Linked DNA regions of Pan troglodytes: region 2 is linked to region 1. A link is a contact called in public HiChIP or PLAC-seq data. All regions are on one chromosome and are shown on one strand. The core of a region is the stretch at or near the end of the contact, and the rest is flanking DNA. Distances in the headings are between cores, read along the strand shown. Region 1 holds the start of NTAN1 (N-terminal asparagine amidase). Region 2 holds the start of MARF1 (meiosis regulator and mRNA stability factor 1).

What was found. HiChIP or PLAC-seq counts read pairs in DNA pulled down with a chosen protein or histone mark.
Region 2: an H3K4me3 HiChIP or PLAC-seq map of stem cell-derived excitatory neurons shows a contact between it and region 1, with 6 times the contacts expected there. The contact joins the promoter of MARF1 here to the promoter of NTAN1 in region 1. A contact is called at or near these places in 1 of 7 Hi-C or Micro-C datasets (stem cell-derived neural progenitor cells) and 1 of 1 datasets of contacts at active chromatin or transcription factors (stem cell-derived excitatory neurons).

What each region holds. Positions count from the first base shown.
Region 1 is chr18:17,415,837-17,421,152 of NHGRI_mPanTro3-v2.0_pri, forward strand. NTAN1 (N-terminal asparagine amidase) reads left to right here and starts at 2,366. Exons shown (of 10, transcript XM_510838.7): 1 at 2,366-2,551. The coding sequence starts at 2,471.
Region 2 is chr18:17,956,621-17,961,936 of NHGRI_mPanTro3-v2.0_pri, forward strand. MARF1 (meiosis regulator and mRNA stability factor 1) reads right to left here and starts at 3,207. Exons shown (of 26, transcript XR_010152287.1): 1 at 3,026-3,207. NDE1 (nudE neurodevelopment protein 1) reads left to right here and starts at 3,243. Exons shown (of 9, transcript XM_054668930.2): 1 at 3,243-3,935. The coding sequence starts at 3,883. It overlaps MIR484 (microRNA mir-484), which reads left to right and starts at 3,303; the gene lies at 3,303-3,380.

The sequences.
Region 1 (5,316 bases), core at 1,116-3,615:
AAAAGTGTAATTTTAAAAATATTTCCCTGTATATATTCTTTGAACCTTGCCATCAGCCATCTTGTGAGGCAGGTTGGTTTCCTATCTTAAAGAAACAGGCTTTCCAACATTGTAATGAGTGCTTTCTTTTTCTTTTTCTTTTTTTTTTGAGACGGTCTTGCTGTAATCACCCAGGCAGGAGTGCAGTGGCGCAGTCGTGCCTCATTGCAGCCTTGATCTCTAGGGCTTGATTGATCCTCCCGAGTAGCTGGGACTACAGGCCTGCCACCATGCCCAGCTAATTTTTGTATTTGTTGGAGAAGCAGGGATCCCTGTGTTGTCCAGGCTCGTCTCGAACTTCTGGGCTCAAGTGAGTCCTCCTTCGGCCTTTCAAAGTGCTGGGGTTACAGGCATGAGCCGCAGTGCTGGCCACACACCTGCTATTGCTTCCTCATTGCCTGTAGACCAAAATTTGTGGAGCCGGGTGGGAAGAGAGGTAGGGGAGCGGTTTCCTGCTTGTTATCTGGCTCATTTAGTCCTTTAACACAGTACTCAGCCTAGGAGATTGATAACCTGAGATTACTTGAAAAAAGATCACCCAAAAGTGAAAAACCAGTTAGGCAAACTGCACCAGCCCCAGGCAGAACCCACAGAACCTTGTTCTTCACCTTTGCATTTCCAAATGCCTCACTTTGATTGACTACTCTTTGCTCTGCAATTCCAATAATAGCTATCTTTAGTGTTTAGTATGTACCAGGTGAAACAAACATGCTATTCTACAAAACCAGTTCAGGGAAGTTAAGTAACTTGCTCCAGGCCAGCCTGCTGGTCATTGATCACCCTGGTTTCAAACCCTGTTTTTAGCTCCGAGCTTCCTAGTTGGGACTTACTTAATGTCACCTGCGTTAGAATGAGTTGTTTACAGTACAGTCTAGGAGCATCTTATAGTGATGGAGAGCACTGCCTTTGGAATCATGCAAAGCTAGGTTCAGTCTTCGTTCTACTACTTATTTCTGCCACTTTGAGCAAGTTACTGTATCTGTTATAACGGAGGTGTTGATAGTAGCTCCTACATTTGTGAGGACAAATGACAAATGAGGTGTTGATAGTAGCTCCTACATTTGTAAGGACAAATGAGAAATGTAGGTGTAATAATACAGAGAAATAATTTCCTAGTAGCTAGAAATAGAGTTATTTTGGGTGAGAAGTTGGGTAACCTGGCGATGGGAACACCATCTTCTACAGTCACTTCTTTAGTAAATTTCCTGGTATTTTTGTTGAACGGGGTGTGTAAGCTGAGGGGGAGATTTATGAAAGAAGACGATGAATACAGATGATAAAATTCTAATAAAGTTTCTGCTGTATCAAGTGGCTCCTCTGTATCTTTTGTAAAATTACTTTTTGTTAATGTGCTGCAGAGTTGGATGAATTTGAGCAATATTTCCAAGTTTTAGAAGAGAGCTCCACGGTGAGACGCCTCTCACCTTGGGGACCTGTCCTCAGATTAGGGGCTCTGCAGTCAGTATCCGCAAATCCTTCCCCCACGGTTCCCAGCCCACCTGTGAGTGGCCTATTGCATTCCAATCACGACGTGTTAATCGATGATCTCTTTAGTACGTGGGGCTAGCACAGTTCAGGATATATTTTCTCAGTTTAAGACCGTTTACACTTATTTTTATTATTTTCAGAAACAGAGTGTCCCTCTGCAGTGCCCAAACATAGCTCATTGCAGCCTCCCACTCCTGGGGTCAAGAGATCCTCCCGCCTCAGCCTACAGAGTGGCTGGGATCACAGGTGCATGCCACCGTGCCCAGTTAATTTTTAAATTTTTGGCAGAGACGAGGGTATGGGGGAGGGTGGGTCTCACTATGTTGCCCAGGCTGGTCTCGAACTCCTGGCCTCAAGCGATCCTCCTGCCTCGGCCCCCCAAAGTGCTGGGATTACAGGCGTGAGCCACCGTGCCCGCCTGATTAGGTTTATTATTACTCATTGAATGCAATCCTACGGAGCTGCACAGCAGGGTCCCAAACTCAAGCTTGTGGAAGGTCACACACCTGGGAAGCGTGGAGCAATGACCTAAAGCGCAGCAGTCGGAGCCAGAACCCGCCCCAGGAACTCGTCCGGAGGCTCTCTTGGCTGGTGCAGCTGCTCCCTGGCAGCTCCCCTTTCCCCGCTCCTTCACTCCCACGCTTTTGGGACTACACTTCCCAGCGCCCCTTGCGGAGGAGGCGGGCCGCGCGCTGCTTCCAGGGCCACTTCCTGGCTTTGGACTACATTTCCCGTGAGGCCTTGCGGCCATGTCCTGGATTTCTCTAGTCTCTTCGGCCGGCACCGCCTCCGCCTGGACTCCACTTCCCGGCAGCGCCCGCGGTGGGGCGGGGCAGGACGAGGCGGGACGCGCGGCCCGAGGGGCGGGGGCGGCGGGCGGCCCGGGGCTGCAGAGCGGGGGGGCCGCCGCCTCCCTGGGCCTGTCTGGGCGGCCGCCTCAGCGATGCCGCTGCTCGTCGAGGGGCGGCGAGTGCGGCTGCCGCAGTCAGCCGGGGACCTCGTCCGAGCCCACCCGCCTTTGGAGGTGAGTGGGTCGCGGCGCGGGGCTTCGGGGCGGGCCCGAGGGGAAGCTGCAGGGCGGGCGAGCGCCTCCCTCACCCCACCGCCTCCCGCCTCACGCGACACAGACTTGAAACTTGGCGCTGTTGGCACATCCGGAGCCCCGGCCGTCGGCTCGCGTCTTCCCCTTGAGGGGTCGGGGAGTTTTTGCCTTCTTTAGACTTCAGCGGGCTGCCCCGGAGGCCACTCTCTGACAAGGGAGGGGATGGGGGCCCAGAGAGGTTAGGTGACTTGCCCAAGGTCGCACAGCACTGCGGCTCGGGGACACGCCGGGACCCCCATTCCCCGACGGGGCGGCTGCAGCCCCCATAGGGCTGGGTCCGTTTAGGCAAATCCGGCCGCCCGCCTTCGGGGACCCGCAGCCTGCGGTGAACGTTGCTTCGTCCTTGCGTCCCCGTGAAGCAGGAGGTTATTCCAGGGTGGGCTTCGGAGAGCGTTTGGCCTGGGGGATCTTGGCGGGGACCCCCAGTCCTTCCTCCTCTCTCTCCCCTACCCCCGGGGCGTAGGGCGCCGAGTTATTTTTAGCCGGGAGAGAGAGCCCTGCTTTCCGCAGCTGGGCCATAGGACCACGCCCTAATGCACGGGTTTTGTTTTTGTTTTTTTCTGCTTTTGTGCTCAAATAGATCTCTGAACTCTTGTCCACGCTTATGCAGGGACTGTTGGCAAGGGGGTTCTCAGGTTTTAAAAAGAGCGGGGCGTGGCGGCGGGGGCAGACGTCCTACTTGCCATAGATCCTGTTAAAGGGGAATCAATCAGTTCCTTGATTTGAGAGTCAAATATCGAGCCCCTAATATCTGTTGGGCAACGTACTGATCACTGTCCCTGCCCTCGGAGTGTTTATAGTCTAGAAGGGAGAATGGTTTCTGATGAAGAAGGCTCAGATACTATAAACTGTTAAGTGCCATAAAGAAAAAGCGTCCCCTTTCACTCTGAGATGGGAAGCACAGGAACCTGACCAAGTGTGTTGGGTTGGGGAAGGCATTTAGAGGTTTCATCTGTCACAGCTGTACAGTTTGTGATTATTTTGTTTGCTTGTTTGTTCTCTATTGGTCTGTCCCCAGAATGTAAGCCTCCTGAAGGCAGATAAGAGTAGTGTCCTCACTTTTGTATCCTCAGAGTGTAGGACGGTCCCTGGCATAGAATTGGCGCTCAGTAAAGATTTGCTGCATAAATGAGGTCACAAAATGACCCCTGAACGTGTTCTGAAGGGTGACAAGGACTTACGGGGAGAAGGCAGACAGCTCTGTGTGATTCACAGCTTGCATTTCAGGACCGACCATCGTCTGTTAGCCAACATGCACCGAGCTAGGCGTGGTGGCGTGTCACTTTATCCTTGCGTTGTGTTACTGTCCTGTTAGCTAGCGAAGTCAGGAGTAGGACTCACCAAGGAAAAATAATTTCAGCCGCCTGAAGAATTTAGGGGATGCTCTACTTTTATGTCTGTTTGAAAATGTCCGTGATAGAAAGTTAGATGGGTGTCCCGGGCTGCACACTTAAGTGTGGAGGGAGATTTGGTGACATACCGGGGCTGCTTCTCTCGAAGGAAGGTTTTGGCCTATTTAAGAAGACATGTCCTAGAAAGGCTGTGTACTGGGGACCAGTTTGTGTTACAGGAACTTTGGAAGGGGGCGATCACTTTGATTTGCGGCAGTGTAAGTGAAGAAGGATGCAGGCACGAGAGAGATTTGAAAAGGAGAAGAAGGGTGAGGGCATCGCAGCTGGGCAAGCCGCCTGGGGCGCGGCGGGCAGGAGGGGAAGGGCCCAGTGGGTGGGTGGCCTGGCCAGTTTCTCCGGAGCAGCCCGGGTGAGGAGGGGAAGCATGGAAAGTAACCTTACAGGGGTGGATTGTACCCAGATGACCAAATGACCAAGGGGCTTAGATGGACCTTTCACCTACTTAGCAACAGGGAGACATTAAAGGTTGGGTTTTTTGTTTGTTTGGTTGGTTGGTTGGTTGGTTTTTTTGAGACTTAGTTTTGTTCTGTGGCCCAGGCTGGAGTGCTGTGGCGCAATCTCGGCTCACTGCAACCTCCGTCTCCCAAGGTTCAAGCGATTCTCATGCCTCAGCCTCCCAAGTAGCTGGGATTACAGGTGCATGCCACCACACCCAGCTAATTTTTTTATTTTTGGTAGAGACGGGGTTTCACCATGTTGGCCAGGCTGGTCTTGAACTCCTGACCTCAAGTGATCTGCCCCTCTCGGCCTCCCAAAGTGCTGGGATTACCGGTGTGAGCCACTCCACCCGGCCTGGATTATTTTTATATAATAAAACAGGGTGTCCTCTTTGTAGGAAAGCAAAATATAATAATACAGAAAAAAAATGTATGACTACAACCATTCTTTAGTTTGGTGAAAGTCCTAATGAAGGTTTTTCTTTGTATATAATTTACTTTTTTTAAAAAAATGATAGCTTACTATATGTTGTTTTATAATGTGTCTTTTTCATGTAACGATGTGTTCTGAGTATGGAGTACCAACAGTTAGAAGCCTGTGTGTGGCTATGACTAGCAAATAACAACAATAACAGTCATACAGTGGAAGCTGCCAAGCACCACAGCAAGAGTTACTGCTATTCCCATTTTACAGATGAGGACTGTGAGGCACAGAGAGGCTGGGAAACTGGCCCCAGGCCCCACATCCTGGGAGTGGTGAAGCCAGGATTGGAACCCTGGCAGCCTGCCCTTGACTCTGGAGCTGCGCTATTCAGTACAGTAGCCACGAGCCATGTGG
Region 2 (5,316 bases), core at 1,957-4,456, 540 kb after region 1:
AGTGAGACTTCTCCTCACTTGGCTGGAATCAATTTTTTCTACTACAGTTTTTCTGAATTCTTTTCGGCTCTCTCTCCCTAAAGATTCTGCTCAGGAAAGTCAAAAGTTAACAGAAGAGAGCATCTAATCTGAGTAAAAGAGCCACCACCACATCCTCATTGACAATTATATGTAAGATTTTAAAATTGATTTAAGAGCAACTTCTTGCACTGGTTCCTTGATCTGAGCATGAAAAGTCCAAACTAAGTGGCCTCTGTGGACTTTGAATTTGATTTGCTACAGAACAAATCGAACCAATTTCTTAGTTTACTAATGATGAAAGTGCAATCTGATATACCACCAAAAATCTAACTGATAGAAAAATCTCAAGTCGCAGATGTGTTATATCTACGCCAGAGCAACAACACTCTTACAGGTCTTAACAATAAATGCAAGCGAGGCACCGTGGCTCAGGCCTGTAATCCCAGCACTTTGGGAGGCCAAGGTGGGTGGATTGCTTGAACCCAGGAGTTCCCAACCAGCCTGGGCAACATGGCAAAACCCCATGGCTACAAAAAATTAGCTGAGCGTGGTGGTGCATGCCTGTAGCCCCAGCTACTCAGGAGGCTATGGTGGAAGAATCACCTAAGACTGCGTAGTCAAGGCTGCAGTGAGCTGTGATTGCACCACTGCACTGCAGCCTGGGCGACGGAGTGAGACCCTGTCTCAAAAACCAACAAACAAAATTACATGAAATTAAAATGTCAGTGTCCATAAATAAAGTTTAATTGGGACACAGACACACTCATTCACTTAAATACTGCCTATGACTGCTTTTGCATTCCAATTGCAGAGTTGCAAAGAGAGTCTCTGCAAAGAGACTGTATGGCCCACAAAGCCTATATTTACTACGTGGCTCTTTTGTCAGCCTGGGCAACATAGCAAGATCACAGCTCTAAAATAAAATAAAGTTCAAAAAATTAGCATAGTGTGGCAGCATGCGCCTAGTCCCAGCTACTAGAGAGACTGAGGTAGGAGGATCTCTTGAGCCCAAGAATTTGAGGCTACAGTGAACTATATTGTGCCACTGGCCCTTCAGCGTGGGCAACAGAGTGAGATTCCATCTCTAAAAAAATTTTTGTTTTAAAGTTTCTGTTTCCTCCTATGCAAAATGTGGCTAATTTCTCCCCGCCACTGCATTACAGAGAAAAAAAAATTAGATAAATGAACCCCACTGTCTATTTTCACCACTGTATCTCTTGTGCCAACCAAAATGCTCCCTACTCTGTAAATACAAAGTAAACATTACCTACTACACACTATTGGGAGTGGTTAATTTGGAGATGGATTTAACTGCTACCACTGATAGTAAATTACGATTCTTGTCTTTCCTATTAGATACAGGTTTTATGTCCCCAAAAAGCTCCTCTCAAAATCTTAAGAATCTGTGATATTCACGGTGTTCATAACTTAAACATTCTCTCAAACTTCTTCAAAGCCAAATCCTGAAAGTGAGCTAACATTCACAGTATTATCTAGTTTATAAAGTATTTTCACTTAACATTACTTATGTCTTCATTCAGCAAATATTTACTTAGTATCTACTATGCAGCAGGCCTGTGCTTGGCACAAGGAATATAATGATGAAAAAAAACCCAGACGGTGGGATCCTCTTATATAATTTTTGCAATAATCCTGTGAAATAGACAGGGGAGAAATTAGCTACATTTTTGCAGAGAGAGAAAAAGAAACTTAATGAAGTTTTGTAGCGAGCCTGACACAAAATTAGGCTTGTTCACCCCTTTCCACTACATCAAGGTGCCTTCAATACTGCTCAATACAAGCGATTAAAAGTAAAAACTTTCAGGTGCCTGCACCCTGAAAACTTCCCAAATATCATCCACGAAGCAACTTAGGTAGCCAAAAGCAGGTTCTGTTTGACTTGAGCGACAGTCTCCTTTCTGTCACTCTCTTCAAGTCTTTTGACCAATTCAATGAGGAGAGCATAGGCTCTGTAGACTGTCTGCGTTTTGGTCTCCAATTAGACTGCGGTGCAGCTTTGGACAACTCACAACCTCTCTGAACCTCAGATCCCATCTCTAAAATGGGTGTGATAATAATAGAAACCACCTTACAAGGCCGTTGTTTGGATTACATGAGGTAATCCACGGGGAACATTTAGCAAATGTTGTTTCCTTAGCACCCAATCTAGTCTTTGACCCCACACCACCCCATCCCATTACCGTTTTCTCCCCCATAGCTCTTCTGTCCAAAACGGCCTTTTTAGCTTATTTTATTATCTTTCTCCCCCATTAGGCTATAAACTCCATGACAGCAGAGACTATGTTTTCTTATTTACTATTCCAACTCCTGTCCTTAGTACAATGCCTGGCATATTTTAATAAACTGTTGAACGAATAAAGCTTAATAAATAGGAAAACAGTTTAGGTTTCAATACACCGATATGCAAAACAGAAGAATATTTACCGCTCAGAGAAGTCCAAAAGACACAAATGCAATTGGACAGCTCTTGGTAATACCGGAAAGGTGCTTGAGAAACTCTAAAAGGTGTATCACGAGGTCGCGTTACAACTACTAGTGAGAGTGGCTGAAGCCCTAGACACTGTCAACCCTGAGACTACACCCTATGTGTTGCTAAAAGGCCGAGGGGAATGCAAAACGGCCGGGGACGGGGCAGTGTGTTGCAAAAACACCCGCCCCTTTCCTTCTCTCTTAACCTTCCAGCTGTGCACTTCACTCCTGGAGGGCCCCACCAGGGGTCAGACAGGGGCGGGCGGGGAGCCAAATGCCCTCGAAGGGGAACAGCGGCGCCAACAGTGACAGTAGTGAATGGACCCGAAAGGGAGACAAGCCAACTCTTTCGTGGGGGGCCCAACTGGCGCGTCCCAGTTAGCCAACCTCCCCTCTCCACCACCATCCCACCAGCAATAAGCGGGGAAAGAGGGGACACTGTCCTCCGTCCCGCCCCGCTGGCCTCGGAGCAGAGCCTGCCGGGGTCTGGTCGCAGGACTGTCTGCAAACTCACCTCTGCCGCCGGCTCCACCTCCGCTCACATTCCGGCCCCGCCGCCTTCCCCCCGCCCCCCCCAGGCCCTTTGTTTTGATTCCCGACTCCGCAGCTCCCGCCGCCGCCGCCAAGCGCACCCTCCACTTCCGCTTCCGCACCACACCGCCCCTGTCGCAAAACCGACGCCCTTCTCTCCTCTTCGCCCCGCCCCTTCCTCGCCCCGCCTCCGCCGCCGCGTCCTGTCCGCGCGGGGCATGCTGGGAACCCCGGGGGGGGCGGGGCCTCGCGGCCCTGCAGCCTCGTCAGGCTCAGTCCCCTCCCGATAAACCCCTAAATAGGGACTTTCCCGGGGGGTGACCCTGGCTTTTTTGGCGAAAACCCCCAGTTTAAGGAGGCCTTCCCCCTGGCTTCACGTTGTGGAGTCGAAAGGAACCTTGAAGCGGAGAATGAGCTCGTGACGTGGACCCGAGGAAAAAACCTGCCAACCAGGATTTAATAGAATTCAGCTCTTTCAGGCTTTGGAGGGAAGGCGATTTGAACGGGATTTCAATGAAAAACCCTATCCCTTCGGCTTTTTTTTTTTCCTCTCTCGGGTCTCGTCACGTGATGGTCCTACTTTATTTTTAAAAACTAAATGGCGCATATTCCCCAGCATCCTAAATCTAGTGCAACCTAGTGGCAAATGGAGAAAAAAATAACTGCCAACCCGGCTTCCTACGAGGTCCCCCGGAGTTCTCGCAAAGTTGCGACCCAGCTGGCAAAAATACAGTGTGTGCAAAGACTCAACTGGACATTGCCACCAAGAATCAAGAGATTTTGGGGGACTTTAGCAAGAAAACGTTATTTTTAAAAGCCCTGCTCCAAAGCTGGTTACAAATGAATACTGCGTTTCCAGTGACAGATTGGGCGAGCAGAAAGGAGATCTTACGGTTAGTTTCAAACACTTTGTGTTTTAGGTGGCCAGATATGCTGTGTGGTTTGCTTTAAAAAAAAAAAATAGCGCCCCACAATCTTCACGTTTCCCTGGAATAAAAAAAATTTAAGACTCAGCAAAAGGGTGATTTCTGAAACTACCAGCTGATTACTATTTTCTGTTGCAAATTAGGAAAAAAGCAAAGCACATATTGTGTAAGTTAAATCTAGACACGATTTAGGATGTGCTAGCTGCTAGCTGAATGCTACCTTAGGAGTTTATTTTTAAAGTTTGCCCAGAAACAAGTTGACTTTGCAAAAGAATCAGTAAGTCGAAATTGCCAAACGAGAATATTTTGCCCAAAAAAATCCTTACTGGGAGGTTATTTCAATAGGCAATCCCCATTACGTGGGGATTATTAACACATCCCTGTAAACATCCCTGTAGACGGGTATTGTGGAGGGCAGGATCAGACATGTAGCTGAAGAATCCTTTGTGCCTGTATTTAATTTTCCAGAAGGCAGATGGCAAGCACACATCCTCTCCCTGCGTAGGTATTTATTACTGCTGACTAAATCTTGACTGTGGGCCGGGCGCAGTGGCTCAGGCCTGTATTCCCAATACTTTGAGAGGCTACGGAGGGAGGATCTCTTGAGCCTACAAATTTGAGACTAGACTGGGAAACGGTGAAACCCTATCACTATTTAGAAAAGAAAGAAAAAGAAAAAAATCTTCATTATATCTGTGTATAGGTAGTATTTTCCAAGTGGAGATTAGAATAGATGAAAAACCCGTTTCTAGCGTTTTGGCTTTTTTCAAAGTACCAAACAAATAAGCTACTCTTCAGAGGTGTTTTTTCCCCATTTTATTTCAGTTGAGTATGTTTCAACACAAGCCATATTAACTAAAAATCTTAAGAAACAAGGTAATTGTAGGTTTCTAATTGCTTTTTTTAAAAAATAGTTTTTAGCCAGAAAACATTAAAGAATGCAGACACATTTCCTTTTTACTTTTTTTTTTTTTTTTTTTGAGACAAAGTCTTGCTTCATTGCCCAGGCTGGAGTGCAGTGGCAGGATCTTGGCTCACTGCAGCCTCCGCCTCCCGGGTTCAACCGATTCTCATGCCTCAGCCTCCTGAGTAGCTAGGATTACAGGCGCCCACCACCATGCCTGGCTAATTTTTGTGTTTTTAGTAGAGACGGGATATTGCCATGTTGGCCAGGCTGGTCTCGAACTCCTAGCCTCAAGTGATCCTCCCGCCTCGGCCTCTTTAGGATTACAGGGCTGAGCCAACGAGCCTGACCACATTTTCTTTATATGTATATTTTTCTTTTAGATTCCTTTTTACCAAGCAGACACATTTTGTTTGACTTAGCTTGGCATTCTTTCAAGTCCAA